Linked DNA regions of Mus musculus: region 1 is linked to region 2. Evidence: chromatin contacts called from public HiCAR-type data. All regions are on one chromosome and are shown on one strand. The core of a region is the stretch at or near the end of the contact, and the rest is flanking DNA. Distances in the headings are between cores, read along the strand shown. Region 1 has its middle 56 kb from the start of Rfpl4b. Region 2 has its middle 54 kb from the start of Hdac2.

Region 1 (7,191 bases), core at 3,876-6,375, 1.9 Mb after region 2:
AGTCTTCATAAAGGAATTCCAGACCCATGTGTTCAGGGTGGGAAAAACATTCTATGTCATTGCCATAATAATGGTAATGAACTAGTTTGAAAGCTTTAAAGAAGTTCTTCACATTATTTCCTCTTAGCCCTGTGTCAAATGACATAGAAAGACACCATTATCTCCATTTTACAGAAGAGAGACATGAGTTATCTATGGTGCACCATAGTATGGAATATGCTATGGTTTTATCATCAGAAACATATAGTCTTGTGAGTGAGGCAAAAGGTAGTGAAGGAGCAATCAAGGGTACTCAAGAGAATGCATACCAATTAAATACAAATCAAGTCAGTGCAAATTAAAAACAACAAAATACAATGCTTGATACTATTAATGATGAATGCTGGACATGTAACTCTCAATGTTGACTAGATTGTTAAATAAATTATGTAGACACTAGTGATTAAATTGGAGTTAACTTTGTATAAAGAGAGAGAAAGCACACATATCAGACAAGGAGCATATTTAAAAAGCCCTGCAATAGAGCTGTAAACTAGATATGGAAAGAAGAGAGGGCAAAGAGTAGGCTGGACTGGTGGGAATAAGCCTTGTTAAGATTTGGCCATTGGGTTGGAGGGTTCAAGGCAGAGTTCGAAGGTGCTCCCTGAATTTGTGAGCCCTGGGAGAAGCATTACAAGAACAGGAATGTGATTTTAAAAATCATCTTTAGGAAGACTGAAATGATGAGAACACACTAAGCACATACTAGGGCTATAACAGAGTTGAACAGTTATTATTATAACAGGGTTTAAAATGCTGGTGCATTCTTCCAGAGACGAGGAGCTATCAATCTATACAGTGGTCATGAGGATTGAAAAGACAGAAAGTAAAAGGACTAAATTCAGAATCAGAGATGCTTCAAAGGCTCTCTCCAAGGGTGAGAGCCCCAGGAGGGGATGCTCTGCTGACTCTAGAAAGGGGAGCTAGGCAAAAATATAACTTAGGAATGAAAACTGCTGTGCAGCTGTGGACAGCAGAGTGGAAGCTAGATGAGATACATATGTTTTCACGTATTTACACTTATAATTGCTCATGTACAAGGCCTAATAAACACAGTTCCCTGCCCCTCCTCAAGGTCCCAGAGCTGAACCAGCTTACAAAAAAAAAAAAAAAAAAAAAAAAAGTCATTACTTTTAAACCTTGTGACTGGGATTGTTAGAGCAGATGAGCCCTCCATTGTAACAAATGTAAATTAAAAATTTCGATGTGTGAGGAATAAGATTTGAGGAGTATTTGCAGTCACCGGATTGGAAAGGCTAACAAAAGTAGTTAAAGAGCAAGAGAGCCCTAGCTTCCTCTGAAAACTGCACCATTCCCTTCTCAAGCATCATGTGTTAAAAACTCACATTTACGGTCAAAGGTGAGAATGGCAAAATTAATCCAGAAAGCAGAGTTACTCTGCTGAGGAGACCCATTTGAAAGTGAAATAGAGGTCAAAACCCCACTCTGACATAGAAATTGGAAACTGCCAGATGTTCCAACACTCTAGTACAATTCAAAAGGGCAGGAGTGGAGGATTATTAACCATTACAGCTGGCAACGTAGAATTTATGTTTTCTTTGTTATGTGAAATGTACAGTCATAACAGAAAACATTAAAAATATGGGCAGGTTCAAAGAACGTGTCAGAAAACAATATAAATCAAATCTAGGTGCAATGAATAGAACTGCCAGCAGAGGGCCCACTTCAACGCCTGGCAAATTCTCAAGGCAGACAAACTCCAAAGGGAAAAGACTTTGATTGCCTGGAAACTTCTGATTCCAATCGAAAATGTTCATGCCCAGAAATAGCACAATTGACCTTTCTTTTTTATAACTGAGTTACAAAAGCAATATTTAGACTTTCAGGTCTTAAGGCTTTCTTTAAAGTTTTTCTCACCATGCTTTCTGCTTAATGAGAAATTTTATATGACAGTCTCAATGTCATATTTCGGGATAATGTAGACATAGAATACCTGAGGGTGGAAGAGTGACTTTCACAGCCTCTCTACAGTACTTCAGACTATCTTGCTGATAACACAAACAGCCACTCTATAAAACTGGCTTTTGGCGGGGTTGGTTTGGTTTTTTTGCCGCATAATCCCTAGGTGGAAATGTGCAATTTACAAACACAGGAAGGGTGACTCTGTAGCAAGGAATCTTTAACAACCCAAGGCCTCAGGAAATGCACATCTGTTAAACACCATGTTTGAATGTCTGATCAAAATCTCCTTTGCATTTTTAAAAGACATCCGTAGATCATCTTGCATCATTTTAAGTCAGAATGTCTCTATTTCGCGTGACATTCTCAGTCAGCTACTTTTAAATAATTGTGAAAAATATAGGTGCCAACAAGACTTGTCTTGACATGTATTTACATCTGCGGACTGTCCTTGGAGAAAACTGTGATTTTTCAAAGTTAGGTAAGGTAGTTGACTTTTTTACTTAGATGTCCATTTCTTGCCTTGTCTTTGGATTGGAGGTAATATGGTTATCTATATCAAACGCCAAAAAGCTTTAGCCCACAAAGCCCAAATCTAGCCTACTGCCTAATTTTGTATGAACTACAAGGTAAGAATAGGCTGTATATTTTAAAATGGTCTTTAAAAGTCAAAATAGATGTAGTTTTCATGACATGAAAGTTATATATGAAACTGCTCACTGACCACTGTTTGATCTTTCATCAAAAGTTGTGGAATTTGTTTGCTTTCTGCTATACAAGCATTTACCTGGTAAGCTCAATTTTGCTTCAAGTCTTATGAAACCTAAAACACTATATTTACTCTCTAGTTCTGTATGGGAAAAGCTTGCCAAATTCTGAACTATGTCCTCCTTAACGCTCCTTGTGTTCTTCTTAATAATAAACCATGTTGCCCTGGAAGCACTGGAAGCAAAGAACTTGCAGACCTAGTTTCTCCAGGTAATCAGTGTTTGGAATTGCCTGAGTAGCAACAAGAAAACTGCTGTTTGCATCCTAGACTCAGAGTTCAACTTCTCTGGCCTGTGGTCTAACCAGAACCTCAATATTCTTGAAGATCCCCAGGTGATTCGAGTATGCGGTTTGCAGAGCTCTTTAGTTAGTGCTTTGGCAAATGCAACCCCTGCCCCCAGCTCAGGGGGCTCATTTTTGCTCCTTTAAGAGACCCAAGTGATCCTTCCCACCAGCCCCATGGGCTGGTGGCCTCCGGTTATTGAGGACAAAGTGGGCAGAGGCAAGGGACCGGTTCAGGACAGCTGGGAATACGGAAGTGTTGACTGACTTCTAAGGTCTGCTTCAGTGAGGCAACTCAATTTTATTCAGGGTGATGAAGGGTGGTTATAGATTTGGGGAGTGGGTAGGGAATCCCAAGGTGGATATACATTATTGACTAGGGTGGAGGCCTAGGAATGCTTCATCTACATAAAGAAGAATTCCAAGAACCTGGAGGGCAGGTTCTTATCCGAAGAGAGGAAGTTGAAGGGAGAGAGGAAGTTGAATTTGTAATCTGGCCACTGACTACTTCAGAGGTGAAGATGGTAGAGGTAGAAGTAGAGGTCGAGGTCGTGTGCTGGAGCGAGCACACAGGCTAAGAGCAGGGAGAGAGCTCTCCCAAATCCTACCAATCCTAGGATGAGATTTTGGGGTTTGGGTCACCTCTGAATCTCACATTTGCTTCAGGCCAGCTCCTGGAATGAACATCTCCACAGCCCCACAACCCCAAACTCTCCAAACTCCTGCCAAGTTCTTCAGTCCAGCCACTCCAGGACCATCCTAACAGCTAGTTTCAAGCCAGCCCATCACAGAGCTGGCCCCTTTTACTTTCTGAATGAAATCTCCTTCTTGTCTGTTTTCTCCTCTCCAACAGCATAGTGATTGAAAAGCGGTCTTAAGCCTAGCAGGTTTTAATGAGAGGTGCGGCCTGGAACAAATTCCTGAGTCAATGTGCTCATCTATGCCTTCAATAATAAGCCTGCTTTTAAATGTTTAGCTCTTAGAAATTTTAAAGATCACATGAGCTTTTCTTACTACTTGCTTAGATTGACACCACCTGGGCCCTTGTTAGGTATTTAGAATCTCAAGGCCCTTCTGGGCCTTAGAACCAGCATCTACATCTTACTGGCTTCCCAAGATGGTGTATACACATACATGCATTACATTTTAAGCAGAGCACTGGAAGCGTTGAAATTCACTAGACACGGGGCTGTCTCTTCTTTAAGGCTGGCTTTTATGCACAAACTGGTTTGCTTACAGTTTTTAAATCCATCTATCTACTATGAAACCAGATGAGGCTGTGGCAGGATTGGAGGTGATTAAGACAAATAAAGTCACCTTCATGCCTCCCTCTGATAGTCATGATCCTAGAGGTGCATAGCTAGTGAATTAAAAGAGCTCTTGTAAAGCTTACACACATACATGCACATATATACACATACATACATACATACACGTGCATACACACACACACACACCTGATGATGGCCTGCTGCAGAGCCTGTGGCCTGCTTCAGACAGCAGGGCCTCACCCAGTTGTCCTTGGACATTGTCTGGTAAGAGTGAGAAGTTGAGATCAGATGGGGTGCAGAAACTAGGATGTGACTATTCAGAGTGAGAAGCAACATGGAGACCAATAAATGCCAACACGTGGAACAGAAAAGTGGGACGCAACCCTGTCCTTGTCAAAGATTTCTGGAAGGAGATACGATTTGACACAAATCAAAAGGTTTATAAAGTTAACATGTTGAGTGGAATACCAAATATAAGCTGAGCTGCCCTAATCTCCGCATCGAAACCTGAAATTCTTCAGAATCTGGAACTTTCTGGGTACGGAAATGATGCCATCCATGGGAAAGTCCACATCAGAACTCATGTGACCCTGCAGTCCAACCTCATGTATATGAAAGCAGGATTTCACTTTAGAGACATGGCTTCATCAGGAACCCCCTGGGCGCCTACATTTAAGTCAGTTTTCTGTGCCTTCAGAAGGGCCAAGCTGGAGATTGTCTTAACTAAGCATTTATTTCTAAGTTAGGGCGGGTCTATAAAAGCTAAGGGAAAAAGAACATTCCATAATTAACTGAGGTATTTGGGTCATATCCATGGAACTGAGTGAGGTCATCTGCAGATCCGTGTCAAAGGCAGGATGCCGAGTACTTACTTAAATCCCTAAGTACTGCATGTTCATGCCACCCTGTGTTTTACTGAGCATGAGAAGTTTTGCCTTTGACTTTTCTCAAAGCGCTGGTAGAGGGGCTGGAGAGATGGCTCAGCGGTTAAGAGTACTGACTGCTCTTCCGAAGGTCCTGAGTTCAAATCCCAGCAACCACATGGTGGCTCACAGTCATCTTTAATGAGATCTGATGCCCTCTTCTGGTGCATCTGAAGACAACTACAGTGTACTTAGATATATTAATAAATAAATTAAAAAAAGAGCTGGTAGAGGGCTGAGATCATGAGGTCTTTAAACTCTATGTGGTCAAAGATGCTCTAGAGGAAATTCAAACATCCCTAATTCAAACAAGCCGATGTTTACTGAACACCTGCTCAGTGCTGCTGAGAGGTTGAACTTCCCTACCTGATAAGTGAGCCAGAGCCAAGTCCTGTCCATTTTGTCTAAAGGGAAAAGAGAGAGATGTGGTAACACAGCCAAATGTTACCATCTTACCCCTCCCTGTTTTTACAATGAGCTATGTTGCCTCGGTGCAAGGTCTCCATTACTTTCCAGATGAGAGGTCTGATTTCCTTTCTTGATCTATTCATTTTGAATGGATGCTGGCTTGCTTCAGCTGAGTTATCAATCCAGTTTCAAATCCAGATATTAAAAAAAGAAGGAGGAAGTGGGGAAGGAGAAGGAGGAGGAAGAGGAGGGGGAGAAGGAGGAAGAGGAGGAGGAAGAGGAAGAGGAGGAGGAAGAGGAGGAGGAGGAAGAGGAGGAAAGGTGGGGAAAAGAAAATGATGGAGTTAACTTTAGCCCCTGGACATGTATTCTTAACCTCTGACTTCTTGATGTGCAATTAACATGCCATTCCCCATATGTAAAAATTGTAGAAAGTACCCCAGAGAAATTTCCCATCATCACTGGTAGAAAGCCATTACTGAGTATATTGCTGTGGCTCCGTGGTGCATTTCCTCATTTTTTATGTCTACACTCTTCCTCTTGACAATGTTGAGTTCAGGGTAGAAGTCGAGGAAACTTACTCACTCGGAAGCTTAAAAATAGAAGTGTTATTTTCTGAGCACACAGGAAGGCAGCCAGTTCAGGATCTGAACCACCTCCCCAAAAGGAGACTGTACAACATTTTTATAGGATGGGAACACAAAGCAAGCGGGATGGGGTGAGATGCTGCATTGACCAATCATATTTTGACACGAGGGGTTAAACAAGGAAGTTAACATTGGTGACTGGGCCTTATCTAGAACACCTGGTTTCAGGGTCTTTGAGTCAGCTTTTGCAGACAGGTCCTTTCCTGGACTCTGGCCTGGAATTTTAAAATGATTAGGAAAACAGGAATGAGCCAGCTGCATGTAGTCCATTAAGTCAAGAGACGCAGCACATTCGTGAGTTGTGTGTCTTAGCTCAGATAACAGGATAACAGCATCTTCCCTTTTTACATCCTGTACTGGTTACAAACAGGAAACACCTGAAGATGCAGGATAGGCATTGGGTTGACCCTGCTATGGAGGTGGAACTCACCCCTGAGGTGGCTGAACTCAGGAAACTACCTCTTAACAGAGAAGACATTATCGGTAAATATTTAAAGAACTAAATGAAAGGGTAAATAAATAACAGAAAGCAACTCGGGTGTCTTAGCTCCTGCCCGTGGAAACTAATGCACCACAATGCGAGTAAAAGGAGAGAAAGGCTAGGAGAAAAGGCCTCATACAGTTCAAGGAGGAAGCTAGCTAAAAACAAAGCTAAACTGTGGTGCTTCGATATGCTTGGTCCAGGGAATGGCACTCTTGGGAGTGTAGCCTCCTTTATGGAAGTGTGTCACAGTAGAGGCAGAGCTTTGAGCTCTGCCTGGTGTGAGACATGATAGCCTCTCTTCCTGGCTGCCCTTGAATCAAGATGTAGAACCCTCAGCTCCTTCCCCAGTATCATGTCTGCCTGGATTCTGCCATGCTTCCCTCCATGATAATAATGGACTAAACCTCCGAAACTGTAAGACAGCTCCAATTAAATGCTGCTCTTTATAA
Region 2 (6,689 bases), core at 1,213-3,712:
TTTCTGTTTATTAGTCCTGAGACAGAATGTCTAGGATGCAGAGGAAGTCATCTCTTTTTTCCTCATTTGACTTTGATTTTATTTTAATGCAACATTCAGTTAAAAAAAAAAACTGAACATGGTTTAATAGCACGTATAATGCTAACAAAGAAAATGACCTTAAAAGCAATTTAGCTCAGCTTTAAGAAATAAAATCTATTTAGACGCAACAAATCGGTTTATAGAGTGTTCAATACAGATTTATGCCTGGCAGTTGCCGTGTTTTTATACCATCTAAGATTTTTGGAATATATACATTCTTTTTTCCTAAGAAAGGAAAATGAGAGTGTGTGTGTATGTGTGTGTGTGCTTGTATATGAGAGAGAGAGAGAGAGACAGACAGACAGACAGACAGACAGAGGAGACAGAGGAGAGAGGAGACAGAGAGAGCCAGAGAGAACGTCAGAAGCTGAGGGTTTTTTTTTTTTTTTTTTTTTTTTTAGTTGAGCAGAAAAGCACTGAGAAATAGGTTTTCTACATCCTGTGCTCATTAATAAGCTTATAGTGTCTGCTTTTCAGGACACAGGCATGGTAACCTATAGTGTTAGCACTTGGAAGGTGAGGCTGATGAGATTATAAATTACATAATCTATAATCTAAAATGTATAAACAGCCAGAATGATGTAGCAAGATTTTCTTTAGATTATTCATGTTAGTACTTTGTGTCTGAGTGTTTTGCCTACCTGTATATATGTTCACCACATGTGTGTTTGGTGCCCATGGAGGTGTGGGCATCAGGTCCCCTGAAACTGGAGTCCAAACAGATGTAAGTAATTATGAGTAAGTGCTGGGAATCAAATTGGATTCTCTGTAAGAACAACAGATGCTCCAGTCCCCTGCTTAAAAAAATATTAATTAAATAAAATCACTTTACTTTAATGAACTAATGAATTTAAAAAATCACACAGCTAGATTAAAATAGCCACTCAAAAACAAAATCAAAAACCCTTGCCCAGTCACAAACTCAGGCATCTACACAATTGGGTTGGCTATTCTGAAGCCAGGAGCTTCACTTGGGATTCTGGACTTTCATCATCTACAACATTTCAATGAACGTGCCCACCATACACATGAAGAAAAAATTGGACAGAGCTGAAACCTCAGTGACAGTAGTTTCGCATTCTCTCCGATTGTCTCTTGACTGAATGTCGCTTCTGCTCATCACCCTGCATTGTTCTTTTCTGGTCTCCTTTCTAAACACTACAACAGAATGCCCATCTTTACACCTGTTTGCATGGATCCATGTGTGCATTGCTGGCTAGATTCTGCACATGAGGGAAAATGTGTGGGTTTTGTTTATTCTGATTTCAGATCTCCTTGCTTAATATTTCCTTTCCAAGTGCATCCATTTTCTGTACTTTTTCTTCATAGCAGAATCATATTCCTTTTTGGATATGTACTACATATTCATTTCTCAGTCGCCTGTTGAAAGCCCTCTCCTGAAAGGCGGGATGGGTTCTGGACTAAGGCTGGTCAGTAGGCCTTGCTCCCCATCATCTCATGTATTTCTCTTTCTATTCCACTCATTTTTCAGTGATCTACATTCTTAAGAATGATCTACATTCTTAATTCATTCTATTGATGAAGATGATGGTGTTATCTTGTACATACCAAAACTTTGTGGCTTTAAAAGACAACACTCGATTTATCATTATCTCTCATAGCTCTGGATGTTGACTGGGTCTGATTCTGGGTTCCCTAAGTATTTGCAGCCTTAAACAGCCAGAATTTGGAGTTCTATTGGAAACTTCCCCAGGGCATCAGTACTGGTCTCCAGTCAGCATTGGGCTACTGGCTAGTACATCTGTGTATGACCTCTCTCTATTGTCTGACTTCATCATACCTTGGCTCATCCTAGCAGAGAGACCTAGGAGGAACCTGTAGTCTTTGCCAATACATCTTAAGCCTTACAACTTTTACTCCCCTGTGTGCTGACAGAAGAAATGAGTCACAAAAGTCTGACAGAATTTAAGGGTGGATATGCAGATTCCAATTTCTTATTTTAATGAGTGGCAGAATTCTGAGCCTATATTGGAAAAACACTGTAGAGTGTGGATACTGTGAAAACAGATTTCTAAGTCTTCACTTGTGCTGGTTTTATTTTCTTCATGACATTGCTCAGTTTTAAACATCACCTCCTTTTTCTACTAGTGGAATATCAGATTACCTACCCTGGAATTCGTTCCATAAGGACAAAGCTTTGTTCCCCTCTCTGCTGAAGATGAATCTCCGGAATCTAGACCAGAGCTAAGAACACATGGCCTCAGTTACTATCTGTGGAACACAACAAGCCAGATGTGCAAATCTGAATAATAATTCTGTCTTACTTCTGTGACTAAAGCAGAAGTCATCTGATACTCTGCTCTCATAGAGCATCATTCAATGTGAGCTCATCTGATGTCTCTTCATAGTTCAAGACATAGTCAGCTGTGTCTTTCACAGGAGTATTCCAAGGAGTTGTACCGGTTTCCAGGACACCAGCTCGTAGATGGTCTTATTTGTCTCAGTCTGGATGTGTTCTATTAGATAGCTTGTTAGTGGTGGTGGGAGCAGGCTTCTTTGCTGTGAAGCTATTCTTCTTTATGTGTCTTATGACGAATATGCATCCTATTCCTAGATACCCAGTTCCTCATCGAGCTTTGTACTCTGTATTAGCATAGACTCATAAGTTTCCATTTTATCTACTACTGTCATTATTCTAACGTTTAAACTATACCACACTTGGTCAATAAGAGCTTCATTGATTTCTGTATGCGTTTTTTTATAACTGACCATGCTTCAAGCACTTTCTTACAGTGTATATCCCAAGAGAATGAATTTTTTTCTTTCCTTGACCCAGAGCCAGCTATAACTTAGGAGAACTTCCATTCCTGTTTGTTGAGTACAATATTGAAAATTTGCAGTTGACAAGTTAGTCAGAGCAAAGTCTGATGTTTGGTGTTAATTAATGATTTTTAGTTTAGTCTAGGTTTTGAATCTTAAACCAATGTAAAGATTCAATGTAGTCAAAGCAACTTTGTCTCCAAATACTTGTGGCTTCAAAAGGCCCAAGTAGATTTTTTTTTTTCTGGCAGGAAAAGCATTGGTAGATAAGAATTTGAACCACTTTAAAGATCAAGATTGTGATGGTGACAGTCTACTCGTGTATATGGTTCCCCTAAATGCTAAAGACGCATCTAGAAAACACACAACTAAGGACATGCCCTTCTCGTTCCTCTCTTCAGTCACAAGTGTGAAGCTGGTCAATGATTCCCATTGCTATGCGCCCTTTGAAAGGAAAGAAAGGGGCAAATAGATGCATGGAATTGGCAATTTTATAAATCTTTTAAGGCATGATTTTTAAATATTGTCATCTACATACTATAAGTTTTAAGATGCCCACTTTAGTCCTTAAATAACAATCTAAACATACACTCTCAATAAAAATTAAAGAAATTATACTTTATTAATTCAGCAAAATACTAACTCTTCCATAATTATGATGTAGGTCTGGTATTCTTGACACAGATTTTATATATACATATATATATATAATGGTAAAGTAGGTTATATAACAAGTACATAATGTAACATATATTGATATATTTCAGGTCCAGAAGAAACTCCATTGAGATTTATAAACTGATGACATGACCACTCCATGGTATGGTTAAGAGGATGGATTTTCTTGTAGATAGGAGAGAAAGAACAGCCAGAGGCATCTGAAAGATTCTGGACGAGAAAGAGAAAGTAGTAGATTGAATATAGTCAGCAGACTGGACCTGGCTATGAAAGAAGCAAGGGGAGAGAGAGAGAGAGAGAGAGAGAGAGAGAGAGAGAGAGAGCAGAGTTATAAGAAGAATGAGTAGCTGGGGCGGGGGGGGGGGTGTCTGTGAGCTGGAGGGAGTTTAGGGTAGGGGAGGAAGTGAGAAGAGCCAGGATGCAAGGATGGAGTATGAAATGAGTAACAGGTACTTGTGATACTGAAGGAGACTGGAGGACAGAACGTATTGGTATGTTAATAGGCAACACAGATACCCACTTGTCCCTTCAGCCTTTGGGAATTTGGAGAAATAGTTTCCTTTGGACTTGACATTCCAGCCTTTTGTTGATGATGAGGGTGATGTAATCCCTTCTGTAACTGCTCCTCAGCTGAAATAAGAGCATCATTGTCAGGGCCCAGGATGGTTGAAATGCTGGTCAAAGGCTGCGAGGGGGAGAGGATCTAGGTAATGTTAGGGAACAGCTGGTTTTCTGACCAAACCTAAAGAGACAGAGAGCAATCACATTGGCCTGACTGGTTTACATCAGCTTTTATCAAGTCAAGGGCTCTCTGGTTCCACAAGACAACCTGGGCTTGACATGATGTTTTGGTTCAGTTGTCACGTCACAGTTGATTCCTGGATAGTGAATATCAACTGACTCAAAATCTGCTGAGACAGGTAGAGACTGGGGACAGAAGGCAAAGTAAAGGAGCTTAGGAAAAAGTCTTTATCTTGGGTGTCCACTTGAAACTTCCAAGCCTGGTAGCTGGGACAGGCAGGAGACACAGAAAGCTTAAGCTGGGGAATGACAGGAGGACTTGTCTGGAGGCTATTTGGCCCGTGACAGGTCACAACTCCCTGAAGGTTGCACGAAGTTTATGAACACCTTAAAGTTGAGAAGACATAAAACGTTTAGATATGTTAGCATGACCACTATCTGCCGTCTGCACTGAAATTCACATTGTAGTAGAAGCAGTTAACAAGTATTTGTAAACAGCTGGAGTAAACCCACACCTTAAGCCACAACAAAAGTGTAGGGACCCAAAAGGATCCTTCTGTGTTAAAGCATGAACAGTTTCCTCTCTCCAGAGTCCAGATATATCTATCTGTGTGTCTATATGTCTGATCCATGTTTATCTTTCTATAATCAAAGAAAATCAATTAAAAATTCTGAGCCTGTGACTATGCTAAGGCTAGATTAACAGATTATCAGAATGGCATTGGTTAGTGTGTTAAAAGTATGAACTTTTGAAGTCTTAACATATTAATAGCATAGCAGTAGGGAAAGAAATCTGAAATGTTTCTCAGGTTTTACATACCTTAAATCACATTCTTACACCCTCACAACTTGAGTAAACTATCCAATCATTTACCATGAGACATAGGTGGCTGATTACTGAGAGAAGTCATTGAAAAGCAAGTTCTCTTAAACAAAGCAGTAGTAAAAATAGTAATAGCAGCAGAGCTTGACTTTGCTTTTCACATGGAACCCTGTTTTATGAGTTTATTGGGCTTCATTGTGAAGCCTGTCAGCAAGGAAAAGCAGTCTGTGAGGCTGCCTTTCTCAGAAAAAGAACTAGCAGCTCTCGGAAAAACAAGGTTTGATCCTACTTATGAAGTGGCAAATGCAGCCTTGTGAGAAGGTGTTATTTGCCTTCTACTGCTAAACTGTAAAGGGTATAGCTTGCTAGCAATACCACTGGAGATACACGAAGAATAATCTGAGCAGAAAGTATATTCTAAATGGCCTCTGTATCAGTGAAAATGGCAGAGACTTACCCATTACGTGGATGAAGATTACCATGGTGATCTCATTTGTTTCATTGGGGGGTAGAGGATTCAGGGAAACATTAGTCTTCGACTCTGTGGTGGTTTGGATAGGTATGCCCCTCATAGACTCATGTGTTTGAATACTTGGCCCATATGGAGTGGCATTATTAGAAGGTGTGGCCTTGTTGGAGAAATGTGTCACTGTGGGAGTGGGCTTTGAGGTGTCATATGTTCAAGTTATGCCCAGTGTGACATGTGGTCCTCTTTTGCTGCTTGTTGATTGTTATGTAGAACTCTCAGCTCCTTCTCCAGCACCATGTCTGTGTGAACACTGTCGTGCATCCTGCCATGATAATGGACTATACCTTTGAAACTGTAAGCCAGCCCTGGTAAATGTCTTCCTTTATAAGAGTTACTTTAGACATGGTATCTTTTCATGGCAATAAAACGGAAACTAAGACAGAATCCCAGGCCCAGAAGATGTGAGACACTTACCTGTGGATGGTGATCTATCTTAGCTAGGCAAAGAGGGTTAGCCAATTCTCCAGTGTCCTGTTTGTCCATAATTTGGGCAGGGTCCTGGCTGTGGACAGGGTAGTCCTGGTAGAGTTTGTTTGTGCCCCATCATCTTCTTTGAAAGAACCCTTAGGGATGCTGGATTTCTGTCTATCATGGGAAACTTTTTCATTAACCACCTTAAATTTCATATTCAGCAGATCTTTTTGAGGAGTTCGAAGGATAGCATGTAATATAGTAAATATACCTGACTTTATACAAACTTTACTTGTTTTTAGATATTGCTTCAAGCTTAACCATGATAGCATCTACACAAGACTAAATAAAACTTGTCCTTGTAAATTAATTACATTTGTACTTAGCATGACTACATGTGTATTTCTGAGCACATTAAAGAATTTAATCACTTACAAGGTGACTGACCTTTAACTTGCATGTCTTAATTATCCTTAACTGTTTATAATACATGAGTAGCTTTTATAAGACTAGGATTTTACAGTTTTATCCCTGTTACGTTTGAGTCTTGAAATTTCAATTTAAGATTTAATTGAAGATCCTGTAGCATCAAAATAAAACTTTAAATCATAAGTACAGTCAACAGATAAACTGGGACCCTTACTT

The links. HiCAR-type assays count read pairs that join an accessible place to other places.
Region 1: a HiCAR-type map of fibro-adipogenic progenitors shows a contact between it and region 2, with 14 times the contacts expected there. The contact joins two enhancer-like sites. A contact is called at or near these places in 3 of 15 datasets of contacts at CTCF or cohesin (large pre-B cells, pro-B cells and stem cell-derived epiblast-like cells), 8 of 484 Hi-C or Micro-C datasets (cerebellar granule neurons, cochlea, cortical neurons and 5 more), 4 of 115 datasets of contacts at active chromatin or transcription factors (astrocytes, embryonic stem cells, fibro-adipogenic progenitors and 1 more) and 1 of 9 other capture datasets (embryonic stem cells).

Annotation. Positions count from the first base shown.
Region 1 is chr10:38,874,351-38,881,541 of GRCm38.p6, forward strand. No RefSeq gene overlaps it. Among named protein-coding and RNA genes, the nearest start is that of Rfpl4b, 56 kb to the left of the region's middle. Within about 2 kb of position 5,126, at least 24 of the 459 cell types and tissues checked have an H3K27ac peak or open chromatin away from gene starts, as enhancers often do. A contact at or near this core is called in fibro-adipogenic progenitors, where this site is marked.
Region 2 is chr10:37,024,724-37,031,412 of GRCm38.p6, forward strand. No RefSeq gene overlaps it. Among named protein-coding and RNA genes, the nearest start is that of Hdac2, 54 kb to the left of the region's middle. Within about 2 kb of position 2,463, at least 8 of the 459 cell types and tissues checked have an H3K27ac peak or open chromatin away from gene starts, as enhancers often do. A contact at or near this core is called in fibro-adipogenic progenitors, where this site is marked.